Linked DNA regions of Columba livia: regions 2 and 3 are each linked to region 1. The links are chromatin contacts, called in public Hi-C maps. All regions are on one chromosome and are shown on one strand. The core of a region is the stretch at or near the end of the contact, and the rest is flanking DNA. Distances in the headings are between cores, read along the strand shown.

The links. A called contact is a pair of places that touch in the nucleus more often than the background predicts.
Region 2: a Hi-C map of crop shows a contact between it and region 1, with 2.8 times the contacts expected there. The contact joins two enhancer-like sites. A contact is called at or near these places in 2 of 2 Hi-C or Micro-C datasets (crop and liver).
Region 3: a Hi-C map of liver shows a contact between it and region 1, with 1.8 times the contacts expected there. The contact joins two enhancer-like sites. A contact is called at or near these places in 2 of 2 Hi-C or Micro-C datasets (crop and liver).

The regions. Positions count from the first base shown.
Region 1 is chr1:113,595,824-113,600,468 of bColLiv1.pat.W.v2, forward strand. No RefSeq gene overlaps it. Among named protein-coding and RNA genes, the nearest start is that of ANOS1, 97 kb to the right of the region's middle. Within about 2 kb of position 2,073, at least 1 of the 3 cell types and tissues checked has an H3K27ac peak away from gene starts, as active enhancers do.
Region 2 is chr1:113,215,764-113,220,750 of bColLiv1.pat.W.v2, forward strand. TBL1X (transducin beta like 1 X-linked) reads right to left here. Exons shown (of 16, transcript XM_065073658.1): 4 at 3,128-3,273; 5 at 260-509. Among named protein-coding and RNA genes, the nearest start is that of GPR143, 68 kb to the left of the region's middle. Within about 2 kb of position 3,503, at least 2 of the 3 cell types and tissues checked have an H3K27ac peak away from gene starts, as active enhancers do.
Region 3 is chr1:113,191,191-113,195,966 of bColLiv1.pat.W.v2, forward strand. TBL1X (transducin beta like 1 X-linked) reads right to left here. Exons shown (of 16, transcript XM_065073658.1): 10 at 4,092-4,152. Among named protein-coding and RNA genes, the nearest start is that of GPR143, 43 kb to the left of the region's middle. Within about 2 kb of position 1,696, at least 1 of the 3 cell types and tissues checked has an H3K27ac peak away from gene starts, as active enhancers do.

The DNA.
Region 1 (4,645 bases), core at 823-3,322:
TTTAGATGAACGTGTAGCATGAAACAAACCTATATAGCAATGGTATAAATAGGTTTAAGAGCTTTCAAAGGCATTGCAATCTTAAAAAGCGGAATTACTGTGTAATAACTTTTGGTGGTAGTGCAATGGAAGCACAATCAGTAAGACTGGGCAGAAAGATTCATAATTAATACACAGCAAACAGCTTTCACAGCCAGCAGCTGCCATGCAGGAGGAAAGAACTTTCATTGGGAATGTGAAATGCACAAAAATGATAAAACAGGAACCAATAAGGGAAATCATAGCACAGATGTACAAGTGATCATAACATGCCTTATCTGAGCTGAAAAGATGAAATAAAACCCCAATAATTCATAATCTAGCTTCTTGATCTTATTAAAAAGTCGGTGGACACAAATAGACACAATATAATGGAAGTCACAAATGCTAGGCAGAACCTGAACAAGTTTCTAGCCAAGAAAGGAAAAAAGACAAAATTCAGGACCAAGCAAATACAAAATGACCATAGTGTTTAGTACTGAACTTGATTCAAAGTTCCCCTCCGGCTCTGATTCCAACTTTTGTGAAGAGCTGACTTTTACTGCAGTTAGTATTTCTTCAGGAACATTTAAATTACTTGACAGGTTGAAGAGTCTAGGCAAGCAAAGGTGAAGTGACTCATAGGCTAAATGTAGCTCATCTGTCCACAACAAAAAGGATATTTTTCTCATGGAATACCCGTGCTTGCAGTTTCACAAATACCCTGCATTTACAGTCCTTATTCACACCCTTGTTGTCTGAGGACAACATCAATGCCAGATACTACTACAGATGGAAATAACTTCATGGAAGTGTGAAAAGCCAGGTCTTTTATTTAGGAAAATGAACAAAAATATTTAAAAATGTATGAAACAGAATACATATAGAGGATCTTTATCAGACACATGAAGAAATTCCTCTTTTTTCAGCTGTGATTTTGTCCCTGCAACTGTTTGTGCCATTCTCAGACCCCCTCCTAGCTTGTCAAGTCAACTCAGCTGATAAGGTATTCTGAACAGAATTTATTTCAAATGAACTTTTTATAGCACGTGTTAAAATGGATACTTGATTTTAAAAGCAGATTCTGGGCACTCTGTCAACAAAAATAGCTTATACCACTATCAAACACGGCCCAGAATATTACTCCAGTTTCTTCTAGTTTGATTTTTGTTGTACATAGAGCAAACATTATGTTGCAAATTGGTAAAATTTCTGGCTAGCTGCTGTCTAGAATGGGTTGTAGTAAGAAGTGTATTGTATTACACCACGCACATTGTGTCAATAACTGCATAGAATGAGCATTGTGTTTTACATGTTTTCTATAGTATTATATTGAACTACTTAGTGTAGTTCTCATACCACCAGTATAATTAAGATATTTAAGTTATTGATGCCATTTGTTTCTCATTCTTTGACAAAACCCACATAATTCTATATTTTATAAAAAACTCATGGAAAAATATTACTGACATATTTGAGGACACATGGTTTTGGAAGCATTACTTTAATCCCCAGGAAGTCATTTAATAAAAATGGATTTTTCTACCTCAAGTAGATATCTGAAAAAAAGACCTTCTCATAAATATTAGATGTAGAAATGTCCTTACAGTAACAACTGCCAAAGCTCCATCTTAAGTAATAAAAAACTTAATAAAGTTCACCTTTGGTTAATTATGTTTTTCTCCCTCTAATTTTTTACTAAATGTCAGCTGTTAATAGCATAATCAAGCGTGCCCCTGCCTTCTATAAATATCCACACTCTTCCCTGTAGAATGCCACCAGAGTTGCACCAGATGTGAGTTTGACAAAATACCCTTTACATGCAGGTTTTACAGTTTAAGGTAAAATAAGTTCAATTCTCCAAAGCTCTACCCACTCCCTTAACTTCTGTTCACTTCAGTTAATGCCATTTAAGTCAATGGAATATGAATGCACATCCATCTTTGGAGGGTCAAATGTAATACTAGCCGAATATAACGATCAGTAACTGATGCTCAGAAAAGTGAAATTGGGCCAGTAGAGTTGGTTTGCTGGAAAAGTGAAATTGCCCATTATCCAGGCACACCTGGTAAATATCAAAATACCAAAGGCTTAATGCACTACTGTGTTACGCCAGGTTTATATCAGGGAAACCCTATATGCCTAAGCAGGGGGCTTAACAGGCCCAAGGGGCTAAGGGTCAAATTCCAACCCTCTGGAGTCCCTCTCCTCTTAAACTCAACTTTAAAAAAATCCATTTAGTGATTTACTTCCTATTTTCATGTCCAGCCACTTATGAAATGATCCCAAACACCTAAAAGGAATTCAAATATAATTTACTCAAAAAGGACTTGAATCTTAAGCTTCCAATTTCTAGTGCTCAGGTGGTCTTTAATAGAGAGTGGAAAATTGGAGTAGGAGAGAGACACTAGCTTCTCCTTCCTGAAAAGCAGAGGAAGTCCTGCCACACTCTTAAAAGCAAGGGTTTAGACAACTATTTGGAAAAGATTATTTGTCTCTTGTGAACCCTTTGTAATGAAATGCTTCATGATTTTAGCATCCATACATCAGAAAACGTGTGATTTAAAAGGTAAACCCGTATTTCAGTTTTTCCCACTGATGCCTGTGTGCCGTCCTAAGGTTGCTCTTCGTATAGCCTCTCAGTTTCTGCGTACCCTGTCCCTGCGGTGCCTCCTCCTTCAGATCTCACCTGCAGTGTGTGAGTGCTGTCTAGCTACAGCTATGCCACGGTACCAAATTAAACACATTTTAAATGGTCTGACATTGGTGAGTTCCTGAATGCTATACAGATATTTTCACTTTTAGAAATTGGGATTGTTCCCCAGAATTGTTACTCCCTATCATACCTAATGATTTTCTAGGACAGGTCAAACCTCTTTATTTTCTAGGAAAGGAATGAAATCGCCTTGTTTTATGGATTAATTGCATCAAATATATAGTCTCTTCTTCATTTTGATATCCAGATGTTCCCCATTCTCCCTTTGGGCACTTCTTATTGCAAACAAAATTATTGTTTTATAGTGATATAATCACAGCGTGACAACGTATTGCAAAATGTCACTGACTGCAGTTGCTGTTACATGAAGCCTTTCCTAAAGCTACAGATATGGCAGGCCTAACTAATATAAATCTTATTCACAGTCATTGTCCCACTGCAATTAACAGAGGTAGTGTTTGCTGGTCTGAGCTCACAGTTTTATGTTTTATAGCCCTGTGAGCAGCATTTCCAGGCTTTCCTCAAGTATATTCCTCTGAAGTGTGTATGCCCCTTTAGGAATCATTTCCCTGACCTGTACCCTTACCCCAGATTTTGTATAGTCCTATAATGAAAGACAACATGGAAAGAGATTTGGGACTGAGTTTGCCTAGCTAACATACAAAAGTAATTTGGCAGCTGGGGCTCCATGGGGAAGGATGTAGGCAGGAAAAAACACTGTCTGGTTCATAATGAATGTTTTTGAAATCCTCACGAGCCTAGGTACTTACTGACAAACTCAGCAACCAATGCATCTTATTACGAAAATGTTTTAGTTTTTCTTCCTGCAACCCCCCCCTCAATACCTGTTTTTAAGTGTCGACTGGTAATATTGCAACTAATCAATGGCAGTTAGTGTTATCAGGTCACAACAAAATAAGTTCTATTTTGCAATATAAATTATTATTTCAATGTTTTTAAGTAGCATTAGCTCTATGGTAACAAGCAAAGGCACATTCTGTACAAACAGATAAGCCTGCTCTTCCTACGCCTGTATCTGGGGTGCTGTGCCGAGTTTGTTCTCAGAGGGAGAAGGATATGATTACTGAGATAAAACAAAATTGCACATTACAGTCATTATGGGGAAGAGGGAGGGAGAATGTTAAATGTATTTAAACTGCAGGAGGTTAAAACAGTGTGTGTCAAAAACCTCTGAACGTGTCAGGATTAATAACAGCTGGAAGAACGAGCAGAGCTGACTCTCCATTCCTAATGCACAGTTCAGTGTATAAGGTGCTAGGATGCTGAGCTTCCCTCTGATTTATCAAGCTTTCGCTTTTTCTCCAACACCCCTCCTATGTAATGGGTATCACTGATGACAAAGGGTACACGAATGCTAAACAGTAACTTCATTTCTTACTTCTGATGTAGCCAAGGAACAATCTTTCAATACACTGGATTATGCCTTCACACTCTTGAAGAATAATTAAGGTGAAACAATTAAGAAAACAAAACAAACAACAAAAGAAACAAACAAATCAAACAACAACCAACAACAAAACCAAAATCAAAACCAAACAATAACAACAACAAATCCAAACCAAACAACCAATCCAGGGGCCCACTCTTAATGGAACAATGTGAGAGAATAAGAAACTCAGAAAAAGCACACAGCTTTTGAATAAAAACATAGTGCTTTTGAACCAGACCTCCTGCAATAAGATCAGAAAGCAAATCCTTTAGGTCCATGAGGTGTAGAATCAGAGGGAAGTGGCATGTGAGCGACACTGACTGATTGCATTTCAAGCTGCATTTGAAGTCCAGACCTTCAACACTAAAATGTATGCATATCCTACTCCAAATAGGCAAATTCTGCTAATCAGCATGATGGTATGTTTTCATCTTTTGACAGCCTGTAGTGCCACTTCTTTG
Region 2 (4,987 bases), core at 2,253-4,752, 380 kb before region 1:
AGCTCCACTTCTTGATACTGTCTTCAACTTGCAATTCTGAAGATATCTGAAGCTTTTGGATTCAGAGAGGACACCAGTGAAACACAGCACTGTGATGTGAAACATGATTTTTACTCAGTAGCCTTTCTAGAAACGCCTCACCCTCCTGAAGTGATTCCCCTGAGTTCTACCACCTTGCAGACACCAACTAAGTACGAGAATATTATTGCAACTCAAACTGCCCGACAGTGGCAAAGCAGCTGCACAAGGGTTGGCTTACTTATTGCATGTGCCCCATTCTCCTCTCCGTTCACAGTGGCTTCTCCGTTCTTTGGTGTGTTCTGCTGGGAAACAGCAGTCGTCGTTGCTCCCGCTGTCGCTGCCGTTGCTGCCGCTGCCGCCGCTGCGCTGGCTTGTTGCTGAGCTAGTTTCTCTCTGAACGCTTGCTGCCGGGTCTGGACGACATCAGGCATCACCGCGTCTATCAGAGACAGTGACTCTATCGGCCTGCCGTCAAACACTGTACCATCCTGCCAGGAAAAGGAGCAGAAGAGAAATTTTGAGTTTAGGGTCTTTACCATTGAGGTCGGCAAAGAGGTAATAATATAAAGAAGCAAAACTAGTTTGTCCGGAGATACTGCACTTTGACTTAATCAACAGTGCCACATTACTACAGACCTTCTCTTTCTCTCAGGCCTGTGATGGTGGTACTCATGTTCCACTCTGAAATCTGTACAGGGAATAAGTAATTTATTGGAATTTTATAGAAAATTCAGGCATATAAACTCTTTACAGATGTAAAAAAAATATGCTTTGGAAAAGAAATGTCTGATTAACGACAGAAAAGGTTTACTCTGGTTTGTATTTGAACAAAAAAAGAGTCATGGCTAAAGCCATGACAAAGGCAAATAGCCTTTGGTTGAATTGTTTGTCCTCCTGCACTTGCAGTGACATAGGAATGGAAGCTGCTGATGAATACTGAACCTCAGCCAAAACAAGATGTATGCACGAATTCAGTGATTTCTTACACAGCATTCATCAGCCCAGCACCACCAGTTGTAGCTGATTGTACAAGACAGCTTTACCATTATTTTTCCTTTACTCTGCTCGTTTTATTCTTTATAGTTATGGCTTTTATTTTGATTTCTGTAAACTAGGCTTCATGTTTAACAACCAGTTGACTTAACCTTTAAGGGCTGTTTTTTAAGATGTAATATAGACTCAGGTCAACAACTGCTATATCTAATTAGTTTTCCTTCACTTTCACTTTCCTATTACCTTAAATACAGGAAAAAGGTTTTAGTAGCCGCCATAAAGTGCTATTTTACTGATCTTCTGCAAATTTCCTTTAATTCTTTGAAATAATCAAGACCCAGTGAAAAATTTTGTTTGAGGAACAGTAGCTAAGATTAGGCAATGGATAGATGAAGTGGCTGGGAAACAATATAATTTTCAATAGACAATAATAACTAATACAGAAAAATAGCAGTCTGGCTGACCAGCAGGCTTCTGCTGGACTATTCATTGAATTACCGCTTACAGTTACAATATTAAGATTATACACATTTGTTTCTTCATGGGAAAGAAAAAGGAGGAAGAAGTTATTAGAGAAGAAAAATATAAGCTCTCTTTCTCCTCAACATTTCTTATGTAAATGTCTCTACAAACATTTATTTGAATCCTGGCTCGAGTCCTTGCTGCGCAATGAAAAAACCATTTGCCAGAGGATTTTGGCATCTTATGTTTTTAACTTTAAAACTGCTTGCTGGACTCCTTCCATGACTGGCCCTTCACAGCTCACAAACAACACTTTAATTTTATACACATTAGTTTATGGACTCACTGATTACTCGCTGCTCTTAAGGAATATGATGACAGCAACACAAATCTTAATGGTGACAACACACATATTTTTAGATCATTCTCTGAACTGAGGCCAATTCTGAAGCTGGATGTGGAGGAGCTGACCCTTATAGCTGTCATATGACCTGAGCTGATGGGTGCTGCTCACGGCTGAAAGTTTCTAACTGTGTAGCTCCAATTTCAGGCACAGGGAAAAATTGGGACAGACTCCTAACACTGGTTTGTTATCACAACTGCATCAAAGAGCAGCCTGGCATGAATGGCAAAAGTCCTTGCCACATTTAAAAAATAATGTGCACAAACCCTAAACGTGGTATTGGGTCATAAAAAGAAAACCACACAGAACATTAGTGATAAAAACAAATCAGTTTCCAATATTACACATGGCAAACAATACAACCTTTTCTCTATTTTATATTCCTTTGTTCTCACCCATCATGTTTCACATGTTACATTCAGCTTAAGAGGAAAAAGGAATAGCTTTTTATGTATTAATATTTATTACAGATCTTTGGCAATTATGAATATCTATGGTAAATATTTTGTAATGTTGTACTTCCTTATCTGTCATGCTTCACTCCCTCTCAAAGCATCATGCCTTTAAGGCTGGCAGGGCAAAAATGCTGTCGTGTCCTCTTTCTTTCCCCTGGCAGGTCAAGGACAACAGAGGCACATTGTGGCTGCTCATCCAGCCCCCACAGGCAGTGCCCCAGCCAGGGTCAGAATTTACACACAACCACTTCGCTACGCACATGAGAGGATGGATGCCTGGTCTTACGTGATCTGAGCCAAAGTCAATGAAATCAGAGAGGATGTCTCTAGTGACCTCTGTGGATGTTTGCTCATGGCTTGCAAGCCAGGTCTGCCCGCTAGCAGGTGTCAGGGAGTGAAGATTTAACCTACACTGCAGGCTTTTCCTGCCAAATTCTGCTGTGACCTTGAAAACACAAGGCTGTAAACACAGAGACATGCCTGCTGCAAGAATCTGTGCACCCCAGATCTGTTGACTGCGGTAGTGGAAACACCATAAACCAAACCAATTTAAGTAGTGCAAAGGAGACCTCAATGCCATAGCTGAAAATTGAAATACAGTTCTATCTCAGAGCTTTTCAGCTCTCTGCTGGGGGTGGGGCAAAGTATGAGGAACAAAATGAAATCAGATCAAGAGAAAGCTGATGGCTTGAGTCTCTGGGCCATTGGGACGTGTTGTTTGGCAAGCCCCGGTGTGCCAGTCAGAGGTGCCAGTGGTGGTGGCAGTGCCGGTGGAGGCGATGGGGGTACTTACTTCGTTGATGCTGATCTCAGCCTCCACATACTGGAGCCCCTTCTGGAGGATGGAGATGAGTGCGGCAGGTGGCACTAGCGTTCCGTTGATGTTGGACTGGCTGATGTGGCTCTCGATACCGAAGGTGAAGGCCGAGTGGGAGAAACCTGAGAGCAGGAAAAGGAAGCCATGACACGAAATCTCAGTGCACCAGAGCCAGATACACCTTCGCTTCACGGTCTAAAAATAATCCCGCTCAGAGATCTGAGAGACGCTGCCGCGTAAGCAGAAGGACGTGGGCTGCACAGAGCCGGGGAGGTTAACCAGAGCCATCCTGACCACCCTGCCGCCGCCCATCCCCCTGCCCTGTACGTATAGGGGAAGCTGTATAGAAATGGAAATGCACGCAGCAAGAAATAACCAGAGAACTGCACTAACTGAAAACAAAACCACACACACACACAGACACAAAATTAGGAATAGCCACTGGGGCAAGTCCAGCTAAAAAGAAGTGCCTCAAATCTGCATTTCCCCTTGCTGCATTTTAGTCTGGGTGTTTTCTAAAGATAAATACTTAAATCCCTATCAGCGTGCAAGTTGTATAAAATCAAGGCATAGATGCAGCTGACACAGGAGAGCCATTCCCTCGTATGAGGGAAGAGATTTGAAATCTTCTGCTTATTTATTGTTAAGTACAGTGTGACATGCAGAGCACTGCCATTAAAACATGAAAAAAACTGAAGAGCCGCTCCTGTAAACCTGTTTTCTGAAAGTGAAGACTAATAGCAAAAATAATTCACTGGGATCTGCCAAGGAGCAGATGACAAGCCAGTGTGGTGGACTGTCCTTTAGTCAGAAGATTTTCTCTTCCCCGTTTCATTTCTGTCATTGTCTGAGAAAAAGGGGGTAATGAAGGTGATGGCACTGAAAATTAGAGAATTTTGGTGGAGAAATTTTCAAGAGTGGTGCCTTAAACACTGTCTGAAGCTGCTCAGAACTGTTGCTGGGCCCGAGGGCGAGCGCCATGGAGCGAATGAACGTAGCAGGGGCAGATGCGGGAGGGGGATGGGGGAACAGGATGTAGATATAACTGTAGGAACCCATTTATCACCACACTGTCTCCAGAGCATTAATCTAACATTAAAAGCCTTGGGGAAACCACCCATGCACTGTCTCAAACAGGAAGAGCCCTCGCAGCCTCCACCGACTAGACAAGAGAAGAAAAAAAAAAGGAAAAAAGAAAAAAGAAAGCAGCTCTCAGATGAAAATGCTTCCGTTAAATATAGCTGTGCCTCTTCCCCCTGTCAACAGTAGTTTCATTTATAGTTTTGTCCGTTAAGGGATTTCCCCCGTATCACTGCAATGTCCAATTGTGTGTGGGCTGGAGGACGGGATTTTGGGCTCGCTCCACAGCAATGCTTTCTTTCTCTCACTCAAATTGTTTTCGGGATCTTTTTTTTTGCAGCTAGCTCAATTATGATTGCAGATAGATAGCAAAAACAAGCCCGAGAAACAGAATGCCTCCCACATTTGAAATTATTTCTCTGTGATTCTCTCCCCCTACACATTTTATTTTACCACTGTTTTTCTCCTGTTCCTGGTAACAGCCTCTGCCCTCTCCTTTCACAACACTACCTTGCCTTCATGGCACTCCCACAGTTTTTGGGGATGCTTTTGGTACTTTTTCAAAAGTGTCAGGTCCACCTATGAGAAGAATTATGTAGTATTACAAGGCAGAGAAGTAAAGCACAGGAAAAAACACTTGAAATACTGCAGTATCATTTATCCAATCTCTGGTCCAATTCTTATCCTGCTCTTTATGTCCTGGTCTAGTTTATGAGCTGCTGGACCTCCTGCTGCATCCAAAATAAGCTGTAAGAT
Region 3 (4,776 bases), core at 446-2,945, 410 kb before region 1:
GGATGAGGCACAGAAACAGCTATCCCAAACCTTTTTCCTCCTGTCACCCATCTGGATCAAACAGACTAAAAGCTACTTCTTAGCCTACTACCAGTCACAGGGATGACAGGGGCTGTCTGAAGGGCACAAATTCTTTTTTCTCTTGCAGCGGATGCTCTGAATGGTGTCTATTTATGTGAATTTTCTGGGTTAAGTTACATAAGAGGGGGGCAAATCAATCTGTCTCCACCCTCCCCGCATCCCTTGGGCCATCTCTACCATTTGTTCCTCTGTAAGCCAGCTCAGCCAAGAACCTGGAAGAAAACTAGCTCAGAAAAAACAGATGATTTCAGCTGGGTTAGAAAAATGTTGCTGTGAATGCCAGACACAACATGGGAGGGAGAAGCAGCAGGCGGCCATTGCCCCTTGCCCCAGCTTTATGCAGGCACTGATAAAAATGCACCGTTCTGTGCAGACACGGGGATTAGTAATACCTACGTTCAGTTTAGTTTGGGTGGGGATTGATTTAAGAGAGAGTCATTGATCAAGTAGATCTGAAACAAGAGGATGAGTTTCTGTAGAGGGTTTGGCATTAACTAGGACTGAACTAATGAAACTTTGCACACAGACAGCACATGGACACGTAACTGGTGCCTGGGTGCAACACACACGCTTTGCAGAAAGTCTGGAAAAAACAACAACAAAACTTTTACAGCATGTGACTGCCGACTAAAAGCACGCACAGGAGTATGAGGGAACTCCTGACATACAGCTTGCTTGTATTTCTATGACTGCTGCTTGGTTTTTTGCTCAGAAAAGAGCTTAGCTGCCCTCCAGAGGATGACATAAGACTTGCTAAAATATAGAAATCTCTGCTCTCAGCACACTCCTGTGAGAAATATGTGTTTCAGAACGAGAAAATCATATAGGAACAAAAGTTGAATCTCTTTCTGGCAACAATACAAGTTTATCATTAAACAAAAATTGCCTTATTCAAATACGATCACAAAAATACTGTTGTAATACAGAGGTGAAAAGACTTGTGTTCTGCCAAGCTTACTACATTAAGTACATTTTTTCCTGTTATAATTTTTTAGGAACTGCAAAATGAGATTGATCCATGTCACCTTCCAAATCATCAGGTAGCTCTCTAAATGAGAATAGAGGGCTGAAACTGTTTATACACAGGCTTTTTTTTAGAATATTAATGAAAACGTTCAATAAACCTGTGTGACAGGTAAGGAATTTCTACATTGCAGAAACAGAAAGGAAATGCAGGTTAATTCTGAGTTTTCCAATGAACATGAATGGGGATCAGGAAACAGTAAAGAATTTTTTTGCTTTAACTGATTGTCTTATTTTTATGTTGAAAGCTTTGTATTACTGTTTCAGAGCAAACAAAAATCTGTCTCCATTAACAGCAATACGCCTTCAGGGTTAATATCTAGTATGATATGTATGAGTTGAAAAGTAATCTTCTGAGAGCTATTGGCACCTAAAGCGACAGATTTGCATTGCAGCATAATTTGAATCACTGAGTGTTGACAATTAATACCGATTCATTTATTGGTGTATTTAATCATATGCTTACTGGATAAGTAACTAAATAAAATGGTCTGGAAAAACCAACCAAACGTGGTTTTCGATGCAAGTAATCTAATCGCCAAAGTGTCATCAAAAACACAGGACACCAGCCAACTGCATAAAAACAATCAGAATGTCATTTAATAAAAGCAGCTAAAATAAAACACAATAAAAGTGTTACAATAATTATAATTTAAGTTTTTTTCTGAACTGATTTAGGTGTGATTCAGAATTAGAAGCTCAGAAGAGGATACAGTTAAGTGTCTGCAGGGAGTGACTCAGAGCACTTAGAAGCTGGGTCATACAAATACCTCTTATGGTTTCACTTAACCAATTTGTTCCTGCATGCATAGAGATCAGTCCACATCTATCAGCAGACACGAAGATTGGATTATTTCACTCCACTTTAAAGAAATACGCTTTGTGAATACACAGTTTGATCAAATGCCCTGTGATGACTCATAGTTTTGCAAAGAATAATGAAACCCTAGAAGCTACTTATCCACATACTTACATATTTCAACCATAAAACCTTAAAGTTACATGGGAACATCAATGATAAAGAGGTCTTCAAGACCTAGACAAAGGAGTCTTCATTATGTATTTTAAGAGGATAGTTTTGTCCATATGAGTGTAAACTAAACAAGCTACTGGAAAGCAGCTGAGAGTAAAAAAAATATGTTATTCCCAGGCCAACTGTCTCCAGATTTCAAAGAAGTATGCAAGTAAGTATCCCACACAAGTATGTGTTAAAGAAACTGTACTCTGTCTCGACTAGACTTTTAATTGTTAAAATGCCACCTTTTAATTCTTGTGTAGACAAGGTTTTCAGATTTCAGATATGGAAAGGACTTTGTTGTTAGTTTGTTCTGGTGAAGAAGTGATGCAAAGAGGACAAGGTGAGGTCTTTGTGGCTTTAGACTCATGTGAGGACAAAGACTCCAGCTGATTTGCAGGGCTTTTTTGTAGGACACACACTTTTGGCCTACAGATAATTTCCTTAATGACTAACTGCTTTACTTCACTTTGAAAATACATTTGAAATACTACTACTACTGCTACTACTACTACTACTACTAAAAATAAAAGCCTCTCCACATCTCCACTTCATTTGTGCCTTATGGTCCAAACAGCACATGTAATAAGAATATTTTAAAAAAAAATGTATTAATGCAGATGGACATGGGCATATTGCATTGGGAGACGTAGTTAAGTTTCAACTTGATAAGAGGGGAATGGAGTGATACATCCTCGATTCTCATCACTGCTAAGACAGATACATGTCAGTGAACATGACTCTGAAGGGCTAACCAAGTTCTGTATCTGCAACTACTTACATCAATAGCTGGGGGTCACAAGGCTTAAGAGTCTCATTAACTATATCACTATACAGTACAAAGTTTGCCTTGATGAAACAGTTATGATAAATACATGCATGCCACAATGAGAAAATCTGTCAGCAGACACTGATACCTCCAAACTGACAGCTGCATTAATAGGTGAGATGAGTGACAAAAATGCAGAGTATGGATCTGCTCTGTGCATGGACGTACTTTTTGTGTTCTGTTGAATAACTATTTCAATTGCTACTGCATGATATCAACATCAGTGAAAATGCAAGAATGAGAACAACTAGAAATTGAGCTGAAAAGCATGTTAATATTATGTTTCAAAATCAGTAGTAAAACATTTTAAAAACCAATGAGCACCTTGTGAAAGCCTGCTGTATTTAAAAATAGAGTGAAAACACAGGAAGATGAACATTTCTAGCGTCAGAATCTGGAATGTTTTGGTAGTTTTATACTCAGTTTGGCTATGCCACTTAAAAAATCTTCACTACGACAACTTATCCAGTTTGGATCACAAATTCAGTCATCATCTTACAAGCCTGGTCTCAAGTGAACTTAAGATTACATCACTGATTACTTAGTATCTGTGACACCTCCTGTCTTCCTGGAGCAGACCAGCTCTACAAATGACCATACAAATAAGGTTTTGGTTCATCAAGGTTATGAAGCTCATGGCTGACAACTGAATTCTGGTAATTAGAGAAAGCAGATACTAAAGAACTTCAAGTCAAAATTAAAAGCCAAGAAATTCCTGAGGACCTTCATGCTTGCAGTGGTGAATGCAAGTGGCATGAGAGATCCATCTGCTTCTGTCTAAAGTCAGTTTCATTGCAACAGAAGCAGAAAGAGTGGAAGAGATCCCAGACACCTCCATCAAAAAATCTCTTCATAAATCACCACTTGGTACACATAGATAAGGACAGAATCATTCAGCTAGGTATGTACAGCTGCTGTATGAATTCTCTCCTTCAATCACTCTGACTTTCAAAGCTGATTCTCACAGAACCTCATCTTTCTGAAAAAAATAAACTCACAAGCCATGATACTCAGGATAGTTCAAGCACAAAAAACTTGGTTTGAACTTCTCTCTGGCAGATAGTATCTTACTAAAGGATAAACTGTATTGACAAAATTAAAAACGGCAATTCATTTTACTAACAGGAATTATGCAAAAATTACCTGAATGGAAAGGAAACTGCTGTTTAGCTTCTCCTGTGTGAGCATCCCAAATTATTGTCGTCTGCATCCAAAGGAAGAGGGGAAAAAAAGATTAGTGACTGTTCAACTCAGAGAAAACAAACAGAGAGCAGCGCCCTCACTGAGGAGCAATTCTAAAAGATGGACTGATAAAATTATTGATTGCAGAGAGCCCTGTGTGCCAAACAGCCGAAAAAACAGAAATCACTTCCAAATATTGCAGAATAATAATCTACGTGTAGATAAAGAAGTATCACACCTACAGAGGAAGTAATATAACTACTAAGAACAGGCATATTCTCTCTGAATAATGCTAGAAGACAGTACTACACATACACATTTTTAATAAGCATTTTGTTCCAGCTGTTTCAGTTGTCTTTTTCAAAGAAGACGTCTTCCTCTTTTCAAAGACACAAGTTGAATTCTACTCCAAAACTACGTGATGCTACATTTCTGACAATTAAACCACCAAGTGAAATGTTTATCTAGCAGCTCAGTACATATCACATCTTGCCATTGTGGTGGGACAGACTTATGTGCAATTTGCTTACTACACGTTAATCCATACCCACAGCCCATGTAAGCAACTCCCCTGTAGAGTTCAATACCACCTTCTGAGTGAACTATCAATTTATTGGGAGTACATGCTTCCAGAAAATAAATTAAG